2 separate regions of the Salmo salar genome follow, and region 2 is linked to region 1. Evidence: chromatin contacts called from public Hi-C data. All regions are on one chromosome and are shown on one strand. Each heading gives the region's core, a stretch centred on a gene start, on an enhancer-like site or on the middle of the called end of the contact. The rest is flanking DNA. Distances are from core to core; before and after follow the strand shown.

Region 1 (7,387 bases), core at 2,120-4,619:
GTGTGTGTGTGTGTGTGTGTGTGTGTGTGTGTGTGTGTGTGTGTGTGTGTGTGTGTGTGTGTGTGTGTGTGTGTGTGTGTGTGTTGGTGAGGCTGTGTGGTTGTAGAGGACAGAGCAGATGTTGAGAATTGTAGAGCTGTTCTGGACACTCTATAAACAGCTAGGGCATCTCAGAAGACACACACCACCCAGTCCAGTCTAGCTCAGCTCAGCCCAGCCCAGTCCAGCCCTAACACCTCTTATCCTACAAATATCCATATTCAAGTCTTGTCCTGTACTTTCTACACGGTAGTGAAAGACGGTTGAGGAGGTTTTGGTGATCAGGCTGCAAAAAAAACTTGTTTGTAAAATAAAAAGCACGAATGTATCATCCGTTTCCCCTGTCAACATGCTATAATACTAATATATGATGTTTCATGGATCAACATTTTGCCTAAGTGACTGTACATGGAATGGACTGAGGGATGATGCAAGTCTGCTCTGCTGCCAACGATACAGTCACTCCTTTACTCCAACTGTAATTGAAACACAGCAACGTTATGGGAGAGAGAGACAAAGGAGAGACCTAGACAAAATGTGTCTGGCTCGATGGATAGAGGGAGAGAAGTGAGGGGGGGAGATGTGGGGTGAGGGAGAGAAAGGGAGAGATGGGAAACAGTGAAGCCTAGGCCAAGTTGTCACTGTTCCTCTATCAATTTGGGGAAACTAAAAAGCCATCTGCTGTGTACAACGGCTCAATGGAGAGAGAGAGAGAGAGAGAGAGAGAGTGTCAGCCAGAGACAGATGGAGAGGTTAGTATTATGGGCTGTATGCAATGGAGTGTGTGAGCTTGAATCTTATTTACAACACAAGACTTAGCCTTGTTAGCCCTTTTAGCTAAAGCCTTTAGCTCAGGGAGCTAACACAAGTCTTCAAGCCTCAAGTCAAGGTTACATATCAGGGAGCTAACACAAGTCTTCAAGCCTCAAGTCAAGGTTACATATCAGGGAGCTAACACAAGTCTTCAAGCCTCAAGTCAAGGTTACTTATCAGGGAGCTAACACAAGTCTTCAAGCCTCAAGTCAAGGTTACATATCAGGGAGCTAACGCAAGTCTTCAAGCCTCAAGTCAAGGTTACTTATCAGGGAGCTAACGCAAGTCTTCAAGCCTCAAGTCAAGGTTACTTATCAGGGAGCTAACGCAAGTCTTCAAGCCTCAAGTCAAGGTTACTTATCAGGGAGCTAACGCAAGTCTTCAAGCCTCAAGTCAAGGTTACTTATCAGGGAGCTAACGCAAGTCTTCAAGCCTCAAGTCAAGGTTACTTATCAGGGAGCTAACGCAAGTCTTCAAGCCTCAAGTCAAGGTTACATATCAGGGAGCTAACGCAAGTCTTCAAGCCTCAAGTCAAGGTTACATATCAGGGAGCTAACGCAAGTCTTCAAGCCTCAAGTCAAGGTTACTTATCAGGGAGCTAACGCAAGTCTTCAAGCCTCAAGTCAAGGTTACTTATCAGGGAGCTAACGCAAGTCTTCAAGCCTCAAGTCAAGGTTACTTATCAGGGAGCTAACGCAAGTCTTCAAGCCTCAAGTCAAGGTTACTTATCAGGGAGCTAACGCAAGTCTTCAAGCCTCAAGTCAAGGTTACTTATCAGGGAGCTAACGCAAGTCTTCAAGCCTCAAGTCAAGGTTACTTATCAGGGAGCTAACGCAAGTCTTCAAGCCTCAAGTCAAGGTTACTTATCAGGGAGCTAACGCAAGTCTTCAAGCCTCAAGTCAAGGTTACTTATCATGCAAATGCAGTTCAGCAGCAGACTTGTCAGACATCCAAGTGTTTTACCAGGCAGTCTTTCACTGCTCACAACAAAGAACTACACAAAGCTGCTTTTTACTGCAGAATAAGAGTCAGCCTCCATGATCATTAGGAAACACAAAGCCTTGGTCCTGTTTTTACCAGCAGAATCACAGTGCAGCTGAATGATCATTAGTTCATACTGTATTTCAGCTCCCAGCCGCTGTCTTTGATCTTAATGAAGCTATATGACCGTGACTGCTGGTACATTTCACTCACGCGCCATATAAGTCTGCTTCATTTGTAACTTATACCCTATGTTAGTATGCAGACGCCCCCTCACACACACATGAACACACACACACACTCCTCCTCTCTGTCTAGGACCACCCTATTGTCTCAGTTGAACAGGAGTCAGAAATGAAACAGAAAACTTTGATGTCTTTACTGCTGGTCTGATCAATCAAATCCCTCCTATAAAATGTCAATTGGTACCTGGCTCTTTCTTTTCTGAAAGGGAGGAGGGATAGAGAGGCTGAGACAGAAAGTGTCTCAGGCGAGACGTTTAATAGTTTTAACTGTAAGACTCTAAAAGGGGTTCAGAGTTCAAAGTTGGCAGGTTTTAGTGTCCCCTTCACAGAAAGCACACTGAGGTGCCAAAAGTTTCATTATAACACACACACACACACACACACACACACACACACACACACACACACACACACACACACACACACACACACACACACACACACACACACACACACACACACACACACACACACACACACACACACCCTTCGGCTTTACAGACTAGTAAAGACATTTAGGAATCATTAGTGCACACAGCTTCAAACAGGCTAAGGGTCTGGGTCTGGCATGGATGTGGTTTGGTGTGTGCGTGTGTGTGCGTGTGTGTGTGTGTGTGTGTGTGTGTGTGTGTATATATGCGTGTGTGTGCGTGTGTCTGTGCCTGTGTATGATGTTTATTGTGGTTTTGGATAAGGATTAATAAGCTGCTAATTGGCCTGCTGGGTATTAGGTGTGTGTGTGTGTGTGTGTGTGTGTGTGTGTGTGTGTGTGTGTGTGTGTGTGTGTGTGTGTGTGTGTGTGTGTGTGTGTGTGTGTGTGTGTGTGCGTGTGCGTGCGTGCGTGTGTGTGTGCGTGCGTGTTGGGTATTAGGTGTGTGTGTGTGTGTGTGTGTGTGTGTGTGTGTGTGTGTGTGTGTGTGTGTGTGTGTGTGTGTGTGTGTGTGTGTGTGTGTGTGTGTGTGTGTGCCTGCGTGCTGGGTATTAGGTGTGTGTGTGTGTGTGTGTGTGTGTGTGTGTGTGTGTGTGTGTGTGTGTGTGTGTGTGCGTGCGTGCGTGCGTGCGTGCGTGTTGGGTATTAGGTGTAAAGGGAGTGTGTCAAGACAGTGCCAGGGTGTGGCCAAGAAGTGTGGGGTGAGAAAGAGAAATTGAGAGAAAAAGAAAGAGATTTCAGAACTGAGGTAAAGGAAGCGACATGAAAAAGGGAGGCCAGGAGAGCAGTGTGCCGGTGTGTTAGTAAAGATCATGTTTCTGTAACAGAGACTCCCTGGCTCCGCTCCTCCCTCTCATCTCTCTCTCTCTCTCTGAGACAGTGCTACTGGCCAACTGCCCACTGCAAATCTTTCTCCTGCCCATACCCTCACCGTAAGGGGTATAAGTGTTCAGTCAGCTGGGGCTATAGCGTATGAGGGTTAGAGTGGATACATTAAAGGAGTGCACAGAGCTAGCTAGGGGTTAGTACAGTACATGTTCTATCTTAATTTGACCATGTTTCTCACAACAGGAAAATAATCCTATAGAAACAGGAAATGTGAATTATTACGTGGATTATAATTAATGGACACTTTTGTAGGGGTTGGTATATTTTTGGGATAAATCAAGTCTGCCACTTTAAAGTGGAAATTACAAACATTAGAAGTCTTTTAAAAACTTGAATACCAAACAATTTGCATTTTATGCTGTGCAGGCAAATTAGCTTCAACAAGAGTGATCAAATTAAGATAGCGCATCTGTACTGAACAGGAAGGTATAGTAATACTATAGTTTGGTCAGTAGCCAAGGGTATTAGAACTAGGTATCTGGTCTTCAGCCAAAGAGACTGAGACTGTTGCTAATGTCCTGACAAAATAGTACAGCCATATTATTTTACTGCCATTAAAGCCTTGTGTTTACTGCCATTAAGCCTTGTGTGTGTGTGTGTGTGTGTGTGTGTGTGTGTGTGTGTGTGTGTGTGTGTGTGTGTGTGTGTGTGTGTGTGTGTGTGTGTGTGTGTGTGTGTGTGTGTGTGTGCGCATGTGTGCGCGCATGTGCTTTGTTTTAATCTATGCATAGTCACTTTACAAATTACCTCGACTAAATTACCTCGCACATACCCCCGGTATATAGCCTCATTATTGTTATGTCATTTTCTTGAGTCACTTTTTGATTTGATTCCATTTTTTTACTTCAGTTTATTTAGTAAATATTTTCTTAACTCTATTTCTTGAACTGCGTTGTTGGTTAAGGGCTTATAGGTTTGCATTTCACTGTAAGGTCTACACCTGTTGTATTCGGCGTATGTGACAAATAAAATGTGATATCTATCGGTTAGCCCAGTGGCTCATCACCAAAACCCCTCATTGAAAGATGAGGAAAGAAGCAGCCCTGGCACTGGGACACTGACAGACCCCTTCCCCCCCCACCCCCACCCCCACTCCAGACAGCAAATCAAAATCAAATCAAAGTTTATTGGGCGAGTACACAGATTTGCAGATGTTATCGCAGGTGCAGCGAAATGCTATTACCTAGCAATAACAATAAATACAAATACATACATAATCCAGAAAAAAATCTAAAATAGAAGTTATATAGGATGAGCCATGACTAAAATACATTACATATACTGAGTGTACAAAACATTATGAACACCTGCTCTTTCCATGACATAGACTGACCAGGTGAATCCAGATGAAATCTATGATCCCTTATTTATGTCACTTGTTAATTCCACTTCAACTCAATATTAGGAAGCTATTCTTAATTTTTTGTGCACTCAGTGTACATAGAAACTGGGTAAAACAGTATGTAAACATTATTAAAGTGACCAGTGTTCAATGACTATGTACATAGGGCAGCAGTCTCTCAGGTGCAGGGTGAGTACCGGGTGGTAGCCGGCTACAACAGTCACTAAGAACTGTTCAGAAGTTCTAACTCCCCCTTCGCTCACTCACAGACCCCCCTCATCTACCCTCACTGCCCCCCTTTAACTGTCAGAACCCTAGCACCCTGTCTGGTAATCACAGCCTAGGCACTCTGCTCAGTACTCAGTTCAGTAACCCAACACCAGCCACTCTGGATTCCACTGCAGCCCTATGTCTGTCTCTGCCAGCCAGCCCTGAGCCCCACATAACAGACACAGAGCCAACCTTTCCCCTGCCCAGACCTGCTGCAGAGAAACAGACAGTAAAGCTGCAGTCATTAGAGAGAGAAGTGTAGCTAACTGATTCACACGGGAGCTCTCTCCATGCACTCCTCTTTCCCTGTAGACCTCAGGGCCTCTGCAACTGTAACTCTAACATAACGACCCTGCATTGTCTGACTACAGAAACTTCTGAACAAATCTCGACGCAGTCGACTTTATCAAATTGTGATGTGACATTTAGGCTGTTTGAACAGAACGGTGTGAGCAGATCTAGTTGAATCCTAATCCCCTCCCACTCTGTCTGTCGTCTCTAAGGTCTCTCCATGGCAACGAGATCTCCGAGCTTCCTGACGGCATCTTCAGTGACGTGGCCTCTCTGTCTCACCTGTGAGTACACACACGCACACACATGAACGCACAGGAGCATGCCCAATACACTCAAACAGACACACATGCATACACCTTTCACACACACAAAGAAGTACACACACACATTCATCAAACACACTCTTCTAAAGCAACACCAGCATCAATAAAACATATCACATATAAACAGAAGCCTCTTGTTTGTTACCATCTGCTTGCCCCTACTGTACCACCCACTTTCTGAAGACTAGCCACACACACACACACACACACACACACACACACACACACACACACACACACACACACACACACACACACAGAGGTGGTCTGGGCTGGTAGTGTGTCTGTCAGGAGGATGGTGGCTAACAGTAGTCCGTCACTAGAGCTGTTTGGTGGGCTTCATATCCGCTGAACTCCCCTGGTCAGCCACAGAGCTGCGGTGATGCTACACACCCCTCCACTGTGACGTCACCAAAACAAACACACACACACACACACACACCTTGTAGGTTTCATAACATTCTTCGCAGTCTGTGGGCTTTGAAGGGATGTTTGGGTGTGTGTGTGTGTGTGTGTGTGTGTGTGTGTGTGTGTGTGTGTGTGTGTGTGTGTGTGTGTGTGTGTGTGTGTGTGTGTGTGTGTGTGTGTGTGTGTGTGTGTGTGGTAGCATTCGTGTCCATCAGCATGTTTGTGTGTGTTTGTACTTAACTTTTGGAGGTTGAAGCAGATCTTTACTCCCAGTGGGGTCCAGGTTGTCTGTCATGTCAAAGCCATCAGCTGTAAATCAATAGGTCTATCCATGTCAGGAGCACAGAGGGCAAGGGAGGAGAGAGGGGTGGAGAAGAAGAGAGAGGGATGGAGAAGGAGAGAGAGGGATGGAGAAGGAGAGAGAGGATGGAGAAGGAGAGTGAGGGATGGAGAAGGAGAGTGAGGGGTGGAGAAGGAGAGAGAGGGATGGAGAAGGAGAGAGAGGGATGGAGAGGGGAGAGAGGGATGGAGAAGGAGAGAGAGGGATGGAGAAGGAGAGAGAGGGGTGGAGAAGGAGAGAGAGGGAGAGAGAGGGATGGAGACGGAGAGAGAGGGATGGAGAAGGAGAGAGAGGGGTGGAGAAGGAGAGAGGGGTGGAGAAGGAGAGAGAGGGATGGAGAAGGAGAGAGAGGGGTGGAGAAGGAGAGAGGGATGGAGAAGGAGAGAGAGGGATGGAGAAGGAGAGAGAGGGATGGAGAAGGAGAGAGAGGGGTGGAGAAGGAGAGAGAGGGGTGGAGAAGGAGAGAGAGGGGTGGAGAAGGAGAGAGAGGGATGGAGAAGGAGAGAGGGATGGAGAAGGAGAGAGAGAGATGGAGAAGGGGAGAGAGGGATGGAGAAGGAGAGAGAGGGATGGAGAAGGAGAGAGAGGGGTGGAGAAGGAGAGAGAGGGAGAGAGAGGGATGGAGAAGGAGAGAGAGGGATGGAGAAGGAGAGAGTGGGGTGGAGAAGGAGAGAGAGGGATGGAGAAGGAGAGAGGGATGGAGAAGGAGAGAGACAGATGGAGAAGGAGAGAGAGGGATGGAGAAGGGGAGAGAGGGATGGAGAAGGAGAGAGAGGGATGGAGAAGGAGAGAGAGGGGTGGAGAAGGAGAGAGAGGGAGAGAGAGGGATGGAGAAGGAGAGAGAGGGATGGAGAAGGAGAGAGAGGGGTGGAGAAGGAGAGAGGGGTGGAGAAGGAGAGAGAGGGATGGAGAAGGAGAGAGAGGGGTGGAGAAGGAGAGAGGGATGGAGAAGGAGAGAGAGGGATGTAGAAGGAGAGAGAGGGATGGAGAAGGAGAGAGAGGGGTGGAGAAGGA
Region 2 (7,387 bases), core at 2,147-4,646, 140 kb before region 1:
TTCAGACTGAGCAGAGATGAGTGTGAAAGAAAGATGGAGGGAGAGATGAGTGAGAGTGAAGTCTGGGAACATGGTATGTAGGGCTATGACTGGTTTTCCTGGTCTGGTTATGTGTTAAGGAAAACCTAGTAGATGTGAATGAGACCGTAGGAGTAGCTAATGGTCTGCTGTTATTACAACTGGTGTGAACTCACTGTTGCTTTGTTTGGGAGTGTTTCTTTAGCCACGGTCTTAATCTGTCAACACAGATTTTTTATTTTTTTTCCCCCCTCTCTATTTAAATACTTTTTTCATTTTTACTGTGTTTGTATTTTTTACTTTTTTTTTTTTTGAGACTACAACCAAAATGTCTATTAATGGTGGGGTTTTTTATCCGCTTATGTTTTATGCAATATCTATGTCCTTCTTTTTGATACTGTTACAGAAAAGTTTTTCTATGCAATCTGTTACAATATTTGTTATTTAATATCAAATGTTTTTATCCATGGTATAGCCTATCTGCATTGGTTCTGTTTATAGCTATTTTCAAAACCAGTCAGACATTGAGTGCTAAATCCTGACAAGATTCAACCGTATCTTCGCACAAATCCTCTACCAACATGAATTTGTCATTTTTACGGAAATGTGAATAACTTACATCTGTTTCACGATTTCCTTTTTCTAGTGGCAACATTAACTTTAGATTTCAGTGTCGGCGGCATTTCCATTCTACTGATCTGACTATTGAGCATCAGAATTCTGTCTGTCAAGCTGTTTAATTGTGAATGTGCTCCATGTACAATAGCATGTCTGTCATTATTGGCACTACTGTGAAGCTATGCAAAAAACTGCCATTAAAATACAATGAAACATCTTTATTTCCTTTGTGGTAAAATTATTTATTTAACTATGCAAGTCAGTTAAGAACACATTTTTATTTACGATGACGGCCAAACCCTTCCCCTATCCTGGACGACGCTGGGCCAATTGTGCGCCGCCCTATGGGACTGCCGATCACGGCCGGTTGTGATACAGCCCGGGATCGCAACAGGGTCTGTAGTGACGCCATTCGGGAGCTCTTATTGGTTGTGTGAAATATTGATTATCAACAGCGGCGCTACTGGGAAGCTAGGAAACAAACATCTTTATTTCCTCTGTGGTCAAATGTGTTATTGGTTGTGTGAAATATTGATAACAGAGGCAATGTTTTAAACTGAGACGATGTCATGCTGAAGATTGACCGTGATTGAAGATTTTATAACATGGCAAGGTTTTATTTAATGTACGTGTTTGAATATTTAATTTAATTTACAGGTATTTAGTGAATATTTAGTTCTCTTTGGTTTTGTCTGCTAAACTGTCTGGAACTAATGACCGGTCTGCAGTGACCGAGTGCAGTTGAATTTTTAACCAGAAGATGGAGCACTTGAGATGCAAATGCTCAGCCTTTTGTGAAGATGCCTTGAAACCACTTCAGTAGATGTTTAGTGTTAAATCTTTTCTCACAATTATTTTTCAGCTTGGAAACGTGTAAAAAAAAAAAATTAAACTCTGTCTCTACTTTGCTATAACTGAGATGTTCAGAAAAGGTGAATATACATTTCAATAAGAGTGTTTATCTTGTCCCTGGTAGTTTATGAAAGTGTGATATCATACACTTTCCTTACATTCCAGGAGCAAAAGTTAAAATGTATCTATTTTTGTCTGCAGTTTACTTTTCTGCTGGAAGTGTTGTGAGTAAGGAGAGGGTTATGAAAGAAGAGGGACAAGGAACAGAAGTTATCCACAATGCAGGTGGTTGGAATGTGAGTCATGATTGTGTTGTTGCATGTTTGGTATTAGAGGTATACGCTGTGCACCTGTGTGTGTGTGCACATGACTCTTAATGTGTGTGTGTCGTGTATATGTTGTACACAGGTTTTACAGACCTCCAGCAGGGGACTGCTGCCACTCTCAGGTCCTGTAAATACACAACAGGACAGCAGTGACCGTGCTGGAAATACCAATGGTCACTACTGTATATAGTTACCAGGTCAAACTTGGGTTTTATTTAGAATGTGTTCTCCACACAGTTTGGCCCATTCTCAGTCAGACACACATCCATGCCAAACTTTGGTTTTAGAAGTGGTTTTAGAAGGTTTAAAAAGACAACTTTTATTTTTTTTTATTTTTTTTTATCCAGTCGGATAAACACTCCAAACAGCCTACCTGACCACTCGGAGGCAAACCATTGCCTCATTTTGTCATTCCAATCACATTCCAATGATAAAACTGTGGGGGACCAAAATGCAATTTTAGATTGTGGGTTGGACATGTCCCGCCCTTCCCCAGTGAAAGTTGCGTCCCTGATACATAGTAGTGTTTTAGAATAATTAAAAAACTTCACACAACTCTTCTATTTTCTCCATTTGGTAAACTCTAGTTACTACTAACTTACTTCACAATTACCACACAAACAAAAGAGACATGCGCCTGAGCCTTGCAGTTGACTTATTTTATTTCCTATATGAGTTGTGGTACTGTCTGCTGTTTGCTAGTCCTCTTAAGTGCAAACTGGTGTCGTCCCTTCCCACATCTAGGACAAACAGAGAGGTGTTTGTAAGAGAGCGGAGGGACAGGGAGAGACGCCCTAAACACCACCCTCTCCCCTGTGTTCAGGACCCATGTTAGGAAGATCTATACACCACAGACGCTTTTACTGGGCCAGATGGATCACTCTCTCTCCACTACGTGTGCGTGTGTCTGGCGGGGCCTAGGAAGGACGGAACACACTTCTCTTTTTGTTTGTACCGTATCTCTCATCTCCATCAGTCTGTCTTTTTCTCCTCTGTTTTTCTTTGTCAGCCAGAGATTGGGCTTCCAGGGTTCTTCAGGTTCTGTTATAGTGTTTACGCTGGGATGGTTCCACCACAGTGCATGCAGGAAGAGATGAAGTGAAGGGTCTGACACAGTCAGCTGTGCAGAGGTCTTTATTTCACTGTTTGGAGAGAGGTTGGAGACTAACCTCCTCCTAGCCACCACTAAGGACTTCAACAGTCTACGGATGTCCAAGTCCTTATATTAGGTGGTCATAAATGTACATTTTGTATGTATGCATTTATACACACACATATGTACACGTGCACAGTCCTTTGTGATACTGGGGACAGGGGTTGAACAGTGTCACACAGGTTACTGCTCTCTGCTCTATACGGGCTGCTGGAGGCAAGCCTGGGAGAGAATGAAACAGAGAATAAAGGGCAGAGAGAGAGTTGTGAGGGTGAGAATAAGAGAAAATGAGGGACTAAAAGAGAGAATGAGAGAGAATGAGAGAGTTCAGGCAGGGTTCTGTGGGGGGGGGTTGTGTGAGGAGGGAAGGAGGAGGGGGAGGGGTGGAGTCAGGGGTCTGCTATTTGTAGCTCCTTGTGATGGATGACTGCTGTGTGTGTAGGAGAGAGAGATAGGCTTTTCTTCATTCTGCTCTATCCCCATTCCCCCTAGTCAGACAAGCAGAGCAGAGCGGGACAGAGAGAGAGAGAAGAGTCGTGAGCGAACGAGTGTAGAACAGAACAACTCCACAAAGAGAAGAGAGAGGTGGATAGTTCCCTTTGCAAGGAAAGAAGGAGAGCAAAAGAGAAGAAAATCAAGCCTTTCAGAATACATTACCAACTGAGGACATTACTTATTTCTAGCCCTGTTTTATGTTGTAACAGTGAGATTTCTTTCTCATTCTACGAGAGCCTACACACTGATTGTAAAAAACGTGTACTGTGTAGCAGGAATTGGGGATTTTGCAGAGAGAAGGAGAAAGAAAGAGAAAAGGCTTTTTTGGAGCTAGGTTTTGAGAAGCAGGAGGCTGCAGTTGTGGAGATCATGCCCGGTAGAGGAGCTTGTTCTGGGGCAGGCGTGGGGAGGTTGCCTGGGTACTGGGTGTGTGTGCTGGTTCTCTGTGCCCTGGTGACAGGCTATGTCAGCGCGTGCCCTGCCCTGTGTACCTGCAGTGGCACCACGGTGGACTGCCATGGGCTGGGCATCAAAACCATGCCCCGGAATATACCCCGCAACACAGAGAGACTGTAAGTATTTACTTCTGTACCATACCATACCTGTTTGTGTCTGTCTGTCTGTCTGTCTGTCTGTCTGTCTGTCTGTCTGTCTGTCTGTCTGTCTGTCTGTCTGTCTGTCTGTCTGTCTCTTTACTATATGTGTGTATTTGTCTGCCTGTCTGTGGTTCTATGTCTCTGTGTGTCTGTTTCTGTGTGTGTGGTGGCGCACATGACTTTGCTGAAACAGAGAGAGAACAATAGCCCTGAGTGGTGTGTGTGTGTGTGTGTGTGTGTGTGTGTGTGTGTGTGTGTGTGTGTGTGTGTGTGTGTGTGTGTGTGTGTGTGTGTGTGTGTGTGTGTGTGTGTGTGTGTGTGTGTGTGTGTGTGTGCGCGCGCGCGCGCGCGTGCATAGCATTCCAGTCAGGTATAAATAGGCATGAGAGACTGGAAAGAGCCGGAGCAGATGTATGCCGTTCATGTGTCCATAATTTACATACCTGCCGTTGATGTGTGTGTATGTCTACAGGCTCACACATACATGTATACATGTTCCCCGCAAACTGTGGAAATGCTCCAGTTTAATATAATTACTACAGTTGACTGTTGATCTTCACTATTTCCCCTTTTCTATGCGGAAAAATGTTACTGTGAGATGATTAAATCAGTAAACTTCTATTTTGATGTGGTGGTATGGCATATGTATTTATGGTATAAGCTGAATTTCACTACATATTTGCATGTTTTTTATTTCAATCTTCTCTATTAAAATAATCCATTGTTAATTTGACTCCCTCTAGACGAGATGTAAATGTTAGCCGACATTCTGTTGGTTTCAGGACACTGTGTATTCTCCTGATGATATAGTTAGTTCACTATCTGCAGACTGGATCCTCTCTTTCTCTCTCTTTCCCTCTCCTGCACCGGCCCTCCCTCCCTCTTGCAGGCCCCCCTCTCCCCAAATTGTTAAATCATGTAGAAAATTAAGCAAATCTGCTCCTTAAGTGTGTCCTGCCTGTGAGAAGATCTGCTAGACGTCTTGTACCAGGAAGGAGAAAGTGGAGGGATGATGAGAGAAATGGAAAGAGATTTCTCCTTTTATGGGTTTCCTTTTGAAATATTAATCGGTAAATCAGTGGTGAGGAGGAGGAGAGGAGAGGTGAGGGAAATAGATTGTTCTGTTTCAGCTTCTAGAATAGCTCAGATGAATAAAATATGTTGTGGGAATGGAGGAGAGAGACAGAGGAGAGCAGAGGAGAGAAACACTTGTGTCAGAAGCAGCGTTTGCGTAGCGGGAGCTGGCTGCATATTTCATGAACTCCATATTTCATTTCTAAGAACACCTTTTTGTAGCGGATGCATGTGTCAGAGCTGCTTGTATGTTCACAGACAGAACACACACACACACACACACACACACACACACACACACACACACACACACACACACACACACACACACACACACACACACACACACACACACACACACACACACACACACAGACACACGCTTGGGATATTTTGTAGGGGGAAACATGACGATTTTGTGGTTTCCTTTTACATGAACAGCCGTATGCACTGAGAGTGTACCGTAGTTAAACTGAAGTGTGTTTTATGTGTTGCAGTTAGTTTATGCATGTGTAGGTCATGTATACTAGCTGTTATACCTGGGATTTGTAATGTGATTTCATGCTTCAAACCGTCTTGCTAAATAGGACGGATTTCTGTGCCTCTCTAAATGCTTCTGTCTGTGTGTCTGGCAGACTTTCCCTCTTTGGCGGTTAGACTTTTAAGTTGTCAGTGTGTGCGTATGCCGTGCAGATTTTATTATTTGGTAGTCAAGCGTTTAAAGCTTTCTGTCAATGTGCGCTTGTGTGTGTGGTGCGTGTGTGTATGTCATGTAGAAGGTTCTTGGTCTTCATGAATTGGTTAGTTAACAATATAAACTCTCTGTAATCCAGGGCTGGTATATAGGGTGATTCATCAGGATGATTGAACAAGTCAACCCCCCCACCCGCTGGGACTGTGTGTGTGAAAACACCACTAAGGCTGATAATAGTGCAATATTGGTGAGGGGTACTGGGGTAGACAACTACTGGGGCAGAGTACAGGCCTTTACATTGACTTCAGGAGGAGCGAGGGGAAGGTGTGAAGGAGGTTAGAGGGACACAGCCTGTCTGGACAAGCTTTATTGGCCAACCCTGGACTGCTGGGGCGATTTGGGGGGAAAGTGTGTGAACGATGTGTGTTGGTCGGTGGACCGTGAGTATGTGTGTGATTTGGGGGAGGTCTTGACACTGACTGCAGTTTCCCATTTACACTTGTCACTGTGGGTTTGGATCGGCCCTGACCTCCGACCTCGGCTCAGCTGCAGGTGTTAAAATCACACCACGCTACACACACACCTTCTCCTGCCGTGGCTAGGATGTCTTCAGCCCGCCGTACATTCTTAGTCCAACTCACAAACAAACCTCTCTGCATCACTCATACTTAAACTATGCCATGCTGTGGATTGGTTTCTATAGGCCTGATGCAATTCAACAGGTATTTAAACATGACATATTTTGTTTTGGTACACACATATACAGTATATGCACACATCCCACAAGTTTCAGAAATGGCCGTCCCTAGCTTGCATCAATTTCTCTATTACCATCCCTTCTTATCTGTTTCTCTTATCTGTGTTATCTCTCTAATGGATCTATTGATCCATCTATGGCTGGTGGACCGCTCTGATAACACTGTGGACTATCTGTGTGGAGTGGCAATGAGCTGATAATGGGATTGGAATGACTGGGCTGGCCTCGTTCATCCTCTTCACAGCAGAATACAGCTCTCCAGCCACCTCAGGGTCAGACTCATCACAGTGTTGTCTCTCTTATTTACAATGTGTGCTTTGTCCTATATTTTTATTTTTAATCCCAGCCCCCGTAGGAGGCCTTTTGCCTTTTGGTAGGCCGTCATTGTAAAAACAAATTAGTTCTTAACTGACTTGCCTTTTTAAAAAAAATAATAATTAAGTCGACAAGAACAAGTTCTTATTTACAATGACAGCCTACCCCGACCAAACCCGGACAACACTGGGCCAATTATGCACCACTCTATGGGACTCCCAATCACAGCCGGATGTGATACAGCCTGGAATCGAACCAGGGACTGTAGTGACGCCTCTTGCACTGAGATGCAGCGCCGTAGACCTCTGCGCCACTCGGGAGCCTGTATTGGGCCTAGTTAAATAAATGAAAAACTATGTGTGTCAGAAGGGTAGTGTTAGTAGAAGATGATCTTCATGCCAGAGAATGCCCTGCTCTGAGATACGGTAGGGTGTTGGACTCACCCAGGGGCGGAAATCCCGGGGGGAACGGCGGGGACACGACCCCCCC

What was found. A called contact is a pair of places that touch in the nucleus more often than the background predicts.
Region 2: a contact with region 1 is called in a Hi-C map of muscle, with 7 times the contacts expected there. The contact joins the promoter of LOC106612875 here to the enhancer-like site in region 1. A contact is called at or near these places in 2 of 3 Hi-C or Micro-C datasets (gill and muscle).

Annotation. Positions count from the first base shown.
Region 1 is chrssa01:77,954,438-77,961,824 of Ssal_v3.1, reverse strand. LOC106612875 (slit homolog 1 protein) reads left to right here. Exons shown (of 38, transcript XR_001330387.2): 25 at 5,512-5,583. Among protein-coding and RNA genes, the nearest start is that of LOC123744188, 23 kb to the right of the region's middle. Within about 2 kb of position 3,369, at least 1 of the 13 cell types and tissues checked has an H3K27ac peak or open chromatin away from gene starts, as enhancers often do. A contact at or near this core is called in muscle, where this site is marked.
Region 2 is chrssa01:78,092,284-78,099,670 of Ssal_v3.1, reverse strand. It overlaps LOC106612875 (slit homolog 1 protein), which reads left to right and starts at 3,396. Exons shown (of 38, transcript XR_001330387.2): 1 at 3,396-4,034. LOC106612863 (rho GTPase-activating protein 19) reads left to right here. Exons shown (of 11, transcript XM_014214449.2): 11 at 1-857.